Regions from separate parts of the Mus musculus genome. Here region 1 is linked to region 2. A link is a contact called in public HiCAR-type data. All regions are on one chromosome and are shown on one strand. The core of a region is the stretch at or near the end of the contact, and the rest is flanking DNA. Distances in the headings are between cores, read along the strand shown.

What was found. HiCAR-type assays count read pairs that join an accessible place to other places.
Region 1: a HiCAR-type map of astrocytes shows a contact between it and region 2, with 3 times the contacts expected there. The contact joins the promoter of AU022252 here to the promoter of Plk3 in region 2.

The regions. Positions count from the first base shown.
Region 1 is chr4:119,229,917-119,236,205 of GRCm38.p6, reverse strand. It overlaps AU022252 (expressed sequence AU022252), which reads left to right and starts at 3,482. Exons shown (of 5, transcript NM_001012400.2): 1 at 3,482-3,623; 2 at 3,737-3,852. The coding sequence starts at 3,545. It overlaps P3h1 (prolyl 3-hydroxylase 1), which reads right to left and starts at 3,291. Exons shown (of 15, transcript NM_019783.2): 1 at 2,776-3,291; 2 at 808-960. The coding sequence starts at 3,249.
Region 2 is chr4:117,132,280-117,138,875 of GRCm38.p6, reverse strand. It overlaps Plk3 (polo like kinase 3), which reads left to right and starts at 4,913. Exons shown (of 15, transcript NM_013807.3): 1 at 4,913-5,224; 2 at 5,374-5,481; 3 at 5,571-5,687; 4 at 5,842-5,971; 5 at 6,062-6,149. The coding sequence starts at 5,012.

The sequences.
Region 1 (6,289 bases), core at 2,233-4,732, 2.1 Mb before region 2:
GAACTCCTGATGTGCTTTGCTCTGACTCCCTGAAACTAGAATTACAGGTTTATGCCACCATGCACAGCCAACACAAGTTTACTTTAAAAGTCCTCTGGTATTGGTAGCGCGCTTAGCGTGTGTACTGTGTATGAGTGCTGTCGTTCTGATAGTGTCCTCATATTTGTATGTATATATATGAATGTTATGTATGGACACATACACGGTTTTTTTGTTGTTGCTGAATACGAACCCAGAGCCGTGTGCATGCTAAGCATGTGTCCTACCAATGAGTATATCCCTTGGCTCTCCAATGTTCTGATTCATAAACTATTAAAATTATCAAGAACATAAGTTCTTTATAAAAATGCTGTTCAAATGTTAGGTCAAAAAGGTCCTGAAAATACACATAGAATATGGTATTAAATTAGGCTAAAAAATGAAGTATGGGGGCTGGAGAGATGGCTCAGAGGTTAAGAGCCCTGACTGCTCTTCCAGAGGTCCTGAGTTCAATTCTCAGCAACCACATGGTGGCTCACAACCATCTGTAATGGGATGCAATGCCCTTTTCTGGTGTGTCTGAAGACAGTGACAGTGTACTCACATATATAACATAAATAAAATCTTTAAAAAAGAAAAAAAGAAATATGGAAGATTTGGGGCCAGCATGGACTATACAGTACAGAATTACACAGCAGCTCACTCTTTCTCTCTCTCTCTCTCTCTCTCTCTCTCTCTCTCTCTCTCTCTCTCACACACACACACACACACACACACACGCACCCCCCCTACACACACACACACACACAGTAGGGGATGTCTTTTCACCATATGGGGCTTGGCCTCGAGATCCCTGAAGTCTGCCTCCTTCACCCCAGACATGGTTTGGTAATAGTCGAGGTTCTGCCGCATCTCCATGTGCTCAGGATTGCCCACAAAGAAGGTGTGTGCCGCAGCCACAGCTTTCTCCAGCTTGTTTATCTATAGATGAAGTAAAAGAATACATTCACATACAAACTCTTTTCTGTTTGTTTGCTTGGTTGGTTTCTTTGTGTGTATGTGTGTGTTCGGGTGTGTTTGTGTGTGCACTGATACGGGGTATTGCTATGTAAGTCAGTCTCAAACTCTCAATCCTCCTGCCTCAGATCCAAAGTGCTGGGATTATAGGTGAGACTTTGTCTCAAAACAAAATAAAACAAACAAGCAATCCAACAAAGACTGATTGAAAGGTAGTGACTGAGCTGACTAAACATAGTGACTAAAGCTGCAACTACCTGGGAATGCTGCAGAAAGGGCAGCTAACAAAAGGGCAGCTAACAACTGCACGGTGGTGGTGAGAATACAGAATAGCAGCATCTTAGGGCTGCTGTAGAGCACTGTGCCACCATGCCCAGCTTACACTCCTGAGCACTCAGGACTACTCCTGTTTCCTCTGCTACGCACCCCCAGCCCTTCCTTTCTTCCCTCTGAGCACTGGCACCTAGCTTCCTCTGGTGGACTGGGCTCCTAATTCTCCTGTTTTCACCACCACCAATTTCTCCTTCCAGAATTAACATTCTGAAAATGAGGTCTGGTGATGGCTGCCTGAGGTGTGCAGAAGCCTCACTAAACTCCTTAGTCACTCCCAGTCTCCCCACGCAGGAGTCACGGACGGGACTACCCCATGGCCCCAGATATATCACACTCTAGCTCCAATTTCCCCTCTCTGGGGAATAACCATTCTTCAGTGGCTCCTCTCTCTCAGGCCTAATTTAACTGAGGCAAAGCTGGAGTTTCCCTCCTTTGTCTCCCCCCAGTCCTAACTTAGCTACATAACCTTTTTTGTTAGCCCTTAGTACAGTGACTCCTAGCAGTGACACAAGGAAAAACAAAGGAGCAATCATTTTAACCACCTGTCCAAGAACTGGAATGTAGTAGGTGCTCAATAAATGGCAACGAATTTTAAGTAGTGCTATTAAGTGGCATGACCCAATCAGTAAGAACCCAGTCATCCCAGCATGCTTTCCAGTAACCAGAAGGAACCGAGGGGACAAAGCAGAAATCTGAGGTCCCCACGAGCCTCTAAGTCTTTCTTTAGGTAGAACTGAAAGGTCTGTGAAACTGTTGTAGCTATGTAGTCTGCATGAGCAGCCCACCCCCCTAACATGGGACTAATATCATTTACTCAAAGGATACTGTATGTATCAGGGCAAATGAGGCAATAAACAAACGTAAAGTGCTTTAACGGAGTCCTGGAAATATATGTTACCAGTCATCACGGGCAGACAAGGCTGGCGTTCCAAGCCCGCTTATTGACTTGGCCTTAAATCGCTGTGGCATCCCAAAAGACAGTCATTTTCTTAAAAACAAAAAACCCAAAAATACTAGCTAGAGGGTCCTCCACAGGGCGGAGCCAGGCAGCCCCTGCTGGCGACGTGGCAATCCCACGTCCTGAAAGAGCGCTGCTGTTGGATTAGGGAGCAGGGAAAGCATGATTGGAGAACGAACCGGAAGGAAGATGTTGCAGAAGCACTTGGACACTTGCAATGAAGTACTGCTGGGAGACCCTAGCGGCCGCCTCGGTTCCCTCTAGGAGGCCTTCCCAAAAGAAAAAGGTCAGGTTTTTCTTGGCTTGGGCTGTCACTACTGGCTGGACCTTTAGGGTTAGCATCTGCCCATAAGAACCGGGTGAAGCTCCCAAAGTCCGCCAAGAGCTCCCTAGCCAAGAGGTCCCTTGCCTCCCTGCCGTCTCATCCCTGCTCTGCTCCCCAAGTTCCCCAGGTCGCTCCCGGCCACCGGGCTCCGGACCAGTCGCACCTTGAAATAGGCGACCTGCAGGTAGTTGTACGGGCTCCGCTTGTTGAACTCCAGGTCCAGTTCTTCACTCAGCAAGTGGGCAGAGGGCGGCCCGAGGCAGCGGCGTAGGCAGGCGGCACGGCGCAGCACGGCTCCGAAGAAGCGCAGGTCGTGCAGGGCGGCGGCGCCCGGGTCCTGGCTCAGGCTGGGGTCCGGACCGAGATCCAGGTCCGGTGCCCACGGCAGTTCGGTGGCACAGCGTGTGCGGCAGCGCAGGCGGAGGGCACGCAGGGCCGCCCGCGAGCGCAGCGCCCGCTCCATGTTCAGGACCACCCCGGGCCAGTCCCCGCGCGAGTAGGCCGCGGTCCCCTCTGCGTAAAGCAGGTCAGGGGCTGCCACGTCCCATCCCGGCTCAGACTCCGCCGCAACCCGTAAGGCGGCGGCGGCGGCGACCGCTAGCATCGCTGCCAGCAGCCTCCTTTCGCTCACCGCCATGGCCTTGCTCCTCCACTTAACGGGACTGCTCGCCTGGGGCACATTCCAGAGTCCCGCCCCCCACAGAAGCCACGCCCAGAGACGAGCCACGCCCCAAGTCCAGAAGCTCGTGGCAAGGAAACTTGTACCGCCTCTTGCTTTCAACCAATCCAAACACTTACTCTTCGTGAGGCTCCGCCTCTAATCTCATGCGCACAGCTCAATGGACTGAGAACGAGAAAACCCCGCCCACAAGCTGTTGTGCGCCTGCGCTTTAGACTGAGCTCCCTGCGGGTGGTGGGACCGAGGTGCTGTTATGGCGGACCCCGGGGTTCCCGGCCGGTACGAAAGTGGTACGGGAAATCTGGGGGTGAAGGAGGCGGCGGGTCCTGGAGGTAGGTGGGACTGAGTTGCCTGGGTAGGAGGTCGCAGCCGGGTGGCTCTTTCCTGCTGGCTCACGGAAGGCTGAGGGTTTCAACTTACGCCTGTGTTCGGGTGTGTATCGCAGGAGCCCTGGTGGAGCTCACCCCGACCCCCGGCGGCCTGGCTCTGGTGAGCCCCTACCACACCCACCGGGTCGGGGACCCCTTAGACCTCGTGGCGCTCGCCGAGCAGGTGCAGAAGGTGAGGAATAGCCATCTCCGTACTTTACCCTGCCTCTTTGGGCTCGGGACAGCCTGTGAACTCGGCAGTACTGAAGTTACCATTCCATTTCACACGAAGAGGATCACTCTATCCCAATTCCTCTGTTGTTGTTTGTTTTGAGACAGGGCCTTTCTACATAACTCTGGCTGTCATGGAACTCTCTATATTATAGACTAGGCTGGCCTCGAACTGACAGATCCACCTTCCTCCCCCACCCTCCAACCCCAAAACCCTATGCTGGGATTAAATGTATGGCTTCTATACCAAATTCTTAAATAGTCACATTTTATTCTGCTTCCCATAAGGTCTTTATCTGTTACCCAGGAGCTTGTGGAACTTAAATATATGCTCTTTCTTTCCTTTTTAAAAAAACAAAACAAAATAAAACAAAAACTGCTGGGGTTGTAGTTTACTGTTGCCTAGCCCTGAATTTGATTCTTAGCACTACCAAAAACAGCATGCAAAAAGGCACAGGGTAAAATTCCTATTGAAAAAAAGACCACACACAATAAAACTGGAGGTAGTTTCATTTGCTGTATAGCCCAGGTTGGCTTTGAATTCAGCCTCCCAAAGGCTGGGTATTACAAGGGTCGCTGTCACACATGGTGAATTTCAGTGGATACAGTCAGTATTACTATGTCCAGAGCTTAGGCGTCGGTTTCCATAATAGGTAAAATAAAGAAGATATGCAAAATAATGGAAAAGACCGTAGAAGTTTTGACAGATTGGTTTTGATTGTTTCTCTCTGGAGCTCTGGATCTGTAAAATGAGATCTTTGAGGTGGAGAGGCTCATAGGGCTAAGTGGGACTCCAGTTTCCTTCTCTTAGCAAGACTTCCCCTGAAGACTCTTTTACAGTGTCGGAGCCTGGCTGCTTTAAAAGCTTCTAGTGTTCTCTTTCTCTTGTATAAACTAGCTTATTTGGCAGTTATCGTGTTCAAGAGTTTGTTTTGATCAAGAAAATTAATGATTGACATGCCAAAAATCCCTCACACAAAAAATGTCTGTTGTAGTATTTAAGAAAAATTCAAATGTTTAGAAAAACCTTTTTAATTAAAACTTTACTTTTTTTTTTTTTTTAAGAGAGGTGGGCTCAAAAACAGGCTTAGAAGACTATCACGTGTTTGTTTAATCAGGCTGCTATTGGAGGGAGGTAGCTAGGGACAAAATCTTGGGCAATCAACACTTTGAGTTTCAGAGTGACGGTAGTGGACTCAGCCACAGAGAGAACACAGCTTTTTTTTTTTTTTTTTAAGATTTATTTATTTTATATATGTGAGTACACTGCCGTTCTCGCCAGAGACACCAGGAGAAGTCATTGGATCCTGTTATAGATGGTTATGAGCCACCATGTGGTTGCTGGGAATTAAACTCAGGACCTCTGGAAGAGCAGTCAGTGCTCTGAACTGCTGAGCAATCTCTCCAGCCCAGCTTTAGTCTTTTATACTGGTGACATATAAAGGATATATTATTCTGTTGCCTCCAGTTCTCCAGAATAATCCATCTTTGAGAAGCTGAAGAAGAAAATACTTTAAAAACAAATTGAGAGCTGGGGAAATGGTCCAGTGGTTAAGAGCACTCACTGCTCTTGTTGATGACCCAGGTTTAGGTACCAGAACTCACATTGAGACTCACAGCTGTTTGTAACTCCAGTTCCAGGGGATCAGATGCCCCTTTGGGCATTGCTTGGACACGATGCACATACACACATGCAGGCAAACACCTATATACACACAAAAACTTTGAAAACTAATGAAATCAACATATTCACCGTCTACATACTGAAATACACTTGCAGAGAGGACCGTCTCCTGACTCCCTTAATGTGCAGTCAGAAAGCTTTCAGAGGTTTGATACCGAGACATGGATTTTGGAATTAAGTTTAACTATGTCCAGATCCTTCAATTGCCATTTATTATAAAACCTTAGGTCACCACGCCTACGTGAGTCTTAACACCTAACTAAGGTTATCGTTTCTGGAGAGTTAGATGCCATTATTAATGTAGAGGCTCTTGGAGTGCTTGGGCCCAGGATCAGTGCCTGCTAATTATGAGTACCCTTTGGGACTGGCGGATGGCTCAGGGGTTAAGAGAACTTGCTCTTGCAGAGGATGCAGGTTTGGTTTCTAGACCCTACCTGGTGGCTCACAGTCATTTCTAACTGTAGCTCCAGGTGACTCAATGACCCCTCTCTTCTGACTTTTTCAGATGCCAGGCACACGTGTGGTACACATATGAATACATATACAATAAATACAACTTTTCAAAAATGTATTCTTTCCTTCCTTTCTTTTTAGTTAGGCTCTGGTTTGCATGGTTAACCTTTCCTTAAAGGGAAAAGGGATTAGAGAAGGCCTGGTGCCTTAGTTAGGGTTTTACCACTGTGAACAGGCACTATGACCAAGGCAACTCTTAGAA
Region 2 (6,596 bases), core at 3,664-6,163:
GGCTTGGCTTCCCCTCCCCTCCCCTGCCCTCCCCTCCCCTCCCCTCCCCTCTCCTCCCCTCCCCTGCCCTCCCCTCCCCTCCTCTCCCTTCCCCTCCCCCTAACTCAGCCTCAAGCTCTCTGTCCTCTTGGTCTTCTTCGCTTCCTCTCTCATTCATCCTCTACCACTCCCACCCCCACCCCCACCCCCACCCCCACCCTCATGCTCCTGCTCTGTCTGCTGGTCTTGTTCGGTCTATTTCTTTCTCTCCTTGTTCAGGTCTCTTCCAGGTGCCCTCTGGCTGTTCTCGCCCTGAAATCTACAATAAAAACCTCCTTAGCCACACCCAGGAGCTGACAGGTGTTCTCAGTTTCATTTAGGGATCAAACCTCATGCCTGCTAGACCAAGGAGTCTCCCAATGGCGCTCCACCCCCACCCCAACTTGTAGTTCTTTATGGACCCGTGAGCCCTCACTTCAGGCCGCCAGGAGCACAGGATCCTGAGCCGTGCTACGCCTGCTTGACTTTTACCCAGCTCTCAGGGTTCACTTTAGAAATCTTACCCGGTTCGGGCGTGGTGGCGCATGCAGGCGGATTTCTGAGTTCGAGGCCAGCCTGGTCTACAAAGTGAGTTCCAGGACAGTCAGAGTTACATAGAGAAACCCTGTCTTGAAACAACAACAAAACAAACAAATTCATAGTTAAGACTTGGTTTAAGATTATGTAACTAAAGCTGGCCATGGTGGCCTTTAGTCCCAGCACTCGGGAGGCAGAGGTAGGCAGATCTCTGAGTTCGAGGCCAGCCTGGGCTACTGAGGGAGCCTCCGTCCCTCTCCTTGGCTTACACATGATGATCTTCCCTGCATTAACCTTTTTTTTTTGTTTTGTTTTTTTGTTTGTTTGTTTTTCGAGACAGGGTTTCTCTGTGTAGCCCTGGCTGTCCTGGCACTCACTTTGTAGACCAGGCTGGCCTCGAACTCAGAAATCTGCCTGTCTGTGCCTCCCAAGTGCTGGGATTAAAAGCGTGCACCACCACCCCGGGCTTGTGGTTTGGTTTTTCAAGACAAGAGTCCCTCTGTGTAGCCCTGGCTGTCCTGGAACTCATTCTGTAGACCAGGCCAGTCTTGAGTTGCTTGTTTTCATTCATCAGGCCAAGATGATCTGGGTCGGTGATTAACAGAAATCAGCTCCTGTTTCTTAGTCTCTAACCTTCGTGTGTGCGCACCAACACCTGTACACCAACACATGTAATTTTAAATTCTGTCCTTCTCTGGGCACTTGCACTTCCACACACACATACACAGAGAGACAGAGACACAGAGAGAAATTAATAATAATTGTTTTAAAAATAAAAAACAGGGGGCTGGAGAGATGGCTCAGCAGGTAAGAGCACCCGACTGCTCTTCCGAAGGTCCAGAGTTCAAATCCCAGCAACCACATGGTGGCTCACAACCATCCGTAATGAGATCTGACTCCCTCTTCTGGAGTGTCTCAAGACAGCTACAGTGTACTTACATATAATAAATAATAAATAAGTCTTAAAAAAATAAAAATAAAAAACAGGAACTGGAGAGATGGCTCAGCAGTTAAGAGCACTGACTCTTCTTCCAGAGGTCCTGAGTTCAATTCCTAGCAACCACATGGTGGCTCACAACCACCTGTAATGAGATCTGATGCCCTCTTCTGGTGTGTCTGAAGACAGCTACAGTGTACTCATATATACATAAAATAAATAAATAGATCTTTTTTTTAAAAAAGTAAAAAGCAAAAAACAGAAAAATCCAAGAAACCTGTCCTGATTTGATCTTGCACCTCCGACTGTGAAAATAATTTTATTAATTTATTTTTTGTCATTTGAACCATTCAAGGTTATTTTGTTATGGCATCTCCAGCAAAGTAATACACAGACATCTTAATTTATTTTCCAGATATAAAGCTGTAACATCAAGCTGGGGATAGTTTAGTAACACTTGCCTCCCGTAGACAAAGCCCTGGGCTTAATTCCCAGACCATAGCATAAAAGTAACCAGTAGTGAATATATCTTTTTCAAAGATCTAATTTTTATTATTTTATGTGTGAGTGTTTTGTCTGCATCACACATGGCCTGGTATCCTGGTGCCCAGAAAGGTGACGGGCCTCCATGATTCCCAGGATGCTGGGTCCTTTGCAACAAGTGCTCTTAACCACTGCGCTAACTCTCCAGGGCCAAATAGACAGGATGTTATTTACTCCAGGTTAGTCTCAGGTTCACTCTGCAGGGAGACCTTTTTCACTTTTCTGCAGCTGTGATAAACACCCAGACCAAAAGCAGCCTGGGGAGGGAAGGTTTATTTCATTTTATAGGTTACAGTCAGTCACAGAGGGAAGCCAGGGCAAGACGCTGAAGCAGGAACTGAGGCAGAAACCACGGAGGAGTGCTGCCTCATGCCTGGCTCCCTCACTTGCTCCTTGTTAGCTTCCTTAAATAATTAATTACACACGTACTTATGTGAGTATGCACATGCCAGGTACCCAGCTGAGAAGGCTGGAGGTGTAGAGTTCCCCAGGAGCTCTGGTCACTCAGTGAATTCAGGTCCTCTGACAGAAAGAACACTGTGTTCTCCTAACCGCTGAGTCATCTCTCCAGATCACTCGGCTAGCTTCCGTCTATAGTTCAGCTCTACCTACCCAGGGGTGGTGCCACACGCGGTGGGCAGGGCCCTCCCATGCCAATCATCAATCAAGACAATTCCTCCCAGGCCAAAGGTCAACCTGAACTGTGTAGTTGCCCAGCGAGACTCTGTCAGATGACTCTTCATTACGTCAGGGTGACAGTTGACTTTAACTAGGACAACCTTGGACTCCTGAACCTCTTGCCTCAACTCCAGCTCAGATTTTTGACTCTGTCTTTTGAAGCTCTACCTGTGCTTCAGGCCATGTGACCTGAAGAGTTTGTCCTTTCTGGCCCTACCACTACCTTCTCCGCCAGGGAAATTGCTAAGCATAGCACCTAGGACTTTCCTGCCCACCCCTATCATTTAAACTACTAATATTTCTCCTGGTCTTAGGCTTTTTGGGACGTGTGTGTGTGTGTGTGTGTGTGTGTGTGTGTGTCCATGTCTTCACAGTATGTACATGCAAGATGAAATGCAGATGAGACCAAAGGCAGGGACGGCCGTATGCAATAATCCCAACAAGATAGGTTATGATCCAGACCAGACACTGGGGAAGGAGGGAGCTGATTCACAGCTGTATGTGTGTGTTTGTTGGTTTTTCTGGGTGCTCCTTGTTTACTTCCGTCTTAGCACTTTTCACAGCCTGTAATTACTTTATTTATGTACTTAAGTCTGTTTCCACAATAGAGAAACTGCAGAAACTAAGTAAGGGCTGCAGCCTTGGCCATTCTTATTGGTAGCAGCGCCTGCCACTTTGCAGATGTTTTCAGTAAATCTGAGGTCTGAATGTATGGCTCCAAGTGAAAACGAAGGCTACACAGCCAGCAGGAGATCTGTGACCCCTGGAGAAAGTTTAGGGATTAAGATTCCACTGGGGAAACTAGGCAGGTGGTGGCATACTCCTTTAATCCCAGCACTCTGGAGGCAGAGACAGGCAGCAGATCTCTGAGTTGGAGGCCAGCCTGGTTTACAGAATGATTCCAGGACAGCCAAGTCTACACAGAGAAACCTATTTCAAGGAAAAAAAAAAAAAAAAAAAAAGATTTCACATCGAAGCCGGGCAGTGGTGGAGGGGCAGAGACAGGTAGGAAGTCAAGGCCAGTCTGGTTTACAGGTCGAATTCCTGGCTTCCTGGAAACTCTGTCACAAAACAAAACAAAAACCAAAACAACCCTCCACAACACCCCCCCCCCAAAAAAAAAACCCACACAGAAAAAGATTCCACATAGATCATAGATTCCTGCCACCTACTTGAGTTTATCTGTAATGGACTTCAAAGCTAACTGCCCAGTTGCAGGTCTCTAGCACCTAAGAGTGTCCAGTTCTCATTCCTCACTGTCTGGCCTTTTGCCTGCTGACTCGGTGCAATAGGTATTTTTGAGAATATGATGGGGAACTCAGGGTCTGGGGCAGAGGTACAGGTCTGGAGTCCCATCATGTCAAAGGTGAAGACAGAAGGACCTCGAGTTCAAAGCCAGCCTGGATCACATGACAGCTACTCTGCCTCAGCTCTCCTTTCCCTCAGAAGAATAATAAGGTAGAATTGGGTAGCAGAAGATGTAGCCTGGAACATGGTGAAAAACAGTGAATACTGGGAGGCAGGGGCAGGTGGATCTTTGATTTCAAAGCCAGCCTGGTCTACATAGTGGGTTCTGGGACAGCCAGGGCCACACAGAGACACCCTGTCTTGGAAAAACAAAACGCAAACATAAAACCTTGAATACCAGGCTCTGTTCCACAAACCCATTGCACAGTCCCAGACCAGGTAAATCGGGCTCTGCAGCGTGCTATTCCACAGTCCCCGAAGAGGGCAGCATGCTCTGTACCAGAGCAAGAGATGCTTGCAGGAAACCACCTGTGTTGGTGATGTGCACTGAGCAGTTTGCAACACCCCTGTCTTTCCTCCCCAGTTTGAATGCTAACCCTTACTGTTGCTCGAAAGAGGCCTCCGGATAACTGGCCTCCACTCCGACTTCAGCACACATTCTAAGGATGAAGGGGAAAAAAAGAGTCACTTGCACTGGGTAGCCTAGAGAAACGGAGCAGGGTTACACCTGCCAGGCGACTAGCTCAACCGGGGCTCCTTTAAGGCCAGAGCAGGAGGAGTGGCCTTTAAGAACGCCCAGGCAAGGGAAGATCTTTCAGGTGACGTAAGGCGGAGCAATGGGCGTGGCCTCTCCAAGCCTGGCAGCCAGGAAAGGGGCGGAGCTCGAGATGACGAAACACCGGGGAGGGGGCAGGGGTTCATTGATAAAAACGTCGGACTCCCCCTTGCCCTGGCGCGATCGCAGCGTAGAGAAACCAGGCAGCGCCACGCGCGGCCGGGGCCGGGCGGAACCGAGAACCAGCTCGGCAGGCGCTGCGCCGCGCCGTCCGCATGGAGCCCGCCGCCGGCTTCTTGTCTCCGCGCCCCTTCCCGCGCGCGGCTGCCCCGTCCGCGCCCCCCGCCGGCCCGGGGCCGCCTGCCAATGCCTCCCCGCGATCGGAACCTGAGGTGCTGGCCGGGCCACGGGCGCCGGATCCTCCTGGTCGCCTCATCACCGACCCTCTCAGCGGCCGTACCTACACCAAGGGTCGCTTGTTGGGCAAGGTGGGTCGGGGCTCCGGGGTAGCGTTGACGGAGGTGGAGGGGAGCTCTGCGGACCCGACCGGGCCACTCCGGAGGTGGAGAGGAGCTCTACGGGCCGGATCCGGCCACTCCGGAGCGCCCAGATCGATGATGCAGCTTCTTCTTTCTAGGGGGGCTTCGCACGCTGCTATGAAGCCACTGACACCGAGTCTGGTATAGCCTACGCGGTCAAAGTCATCCCACAGAGTCGCGTCGCCAAGCCGCATCAGCGCGAGAAGGTGGGTCCAGGCCCTGCGGTCCAAGGGATGGGGAGGGGATGGTGGCGTGGGAACCCTGGAAAGATGAGGATTTCACTCCCCTGTCGCAGATCCTAAATGAGATAGAGTTGCACCGAGACCTACAGCACCGCCATATCGTTCGCTTTTCACATCATTTCGAGGATGCTGACAACATATACATTTTCCTGGAGCTCTGTAGCCGAAAGGTCCGGAATGGGGGCGGGGTGGGTTCATTGGGAACAGGGGTAGGGGAGGAAGCGGGTTCTTAAGATCCAAAGCTGTTCTTGTCATCTTTAGCAAACACAGATGGAGGGAGGGTCTGGGAAGGCAAGCGGGGTCTGAAACAGTGACTTTCTGCAGTCCCTGGCCCACATCTGGAAGGCCCGACACACCCTGTTGGAACCAGAGGTTCGCTACTACCTGCGCCAGATCCTTTCTGGCCTCAAGTACTTGCACCAGAGGGGTATCTTACACAGAGATCTCAAGCTGGGTGAGATTCCTGCGTCTGGTCTGAAGGGTGGAGACCTGCGGAGGGATGAAAGGCGTTAAGAATCTGACGCGTCTCTCTGCTACTGTCTAGGAAATTTTTTCATCACGGATAACATGGAACTGAAGGTGGGGGATTTTGGGCTGGCAGCTCGATTAGAGCCCCCAGAGCAGAGGAAAAAGTGAGTGAGGGGATGGTGGCCACAGCCTGTTTGTGACACAGATGATGTACAAGGTGACCAGATATGTACTTGGGATAACCAGGGAAGGGGTAATGATGGGTTTTCTGTATGTGTGACAGTAGAGGTGGCAACCTAGGTCACTGGGTTAGGTGAAGAAGGACAGCAATCTTATGAGTGTATGGCACAGATGGGTGTCTAGGATTTTTGGAAATGTATGGGGAAAACATAGGCTAGGCAGTCAGCATGTGTAAGACACTGAATGGGAATGACAGATCATGATGGTACCGTGATACCTTGTGTGTGTATGTGACCCTGCTGTGGTCACTGGGACAGGGTGTGTGTAACTAGCATGTGAGGCAGGTGAGTCTTTATGAAGGTTATGACAGCTGGTGTTGGCACAGACAGTGGGAGGTGACAGCCTAGTGAGTATTTGCAGATGGGAGTGGG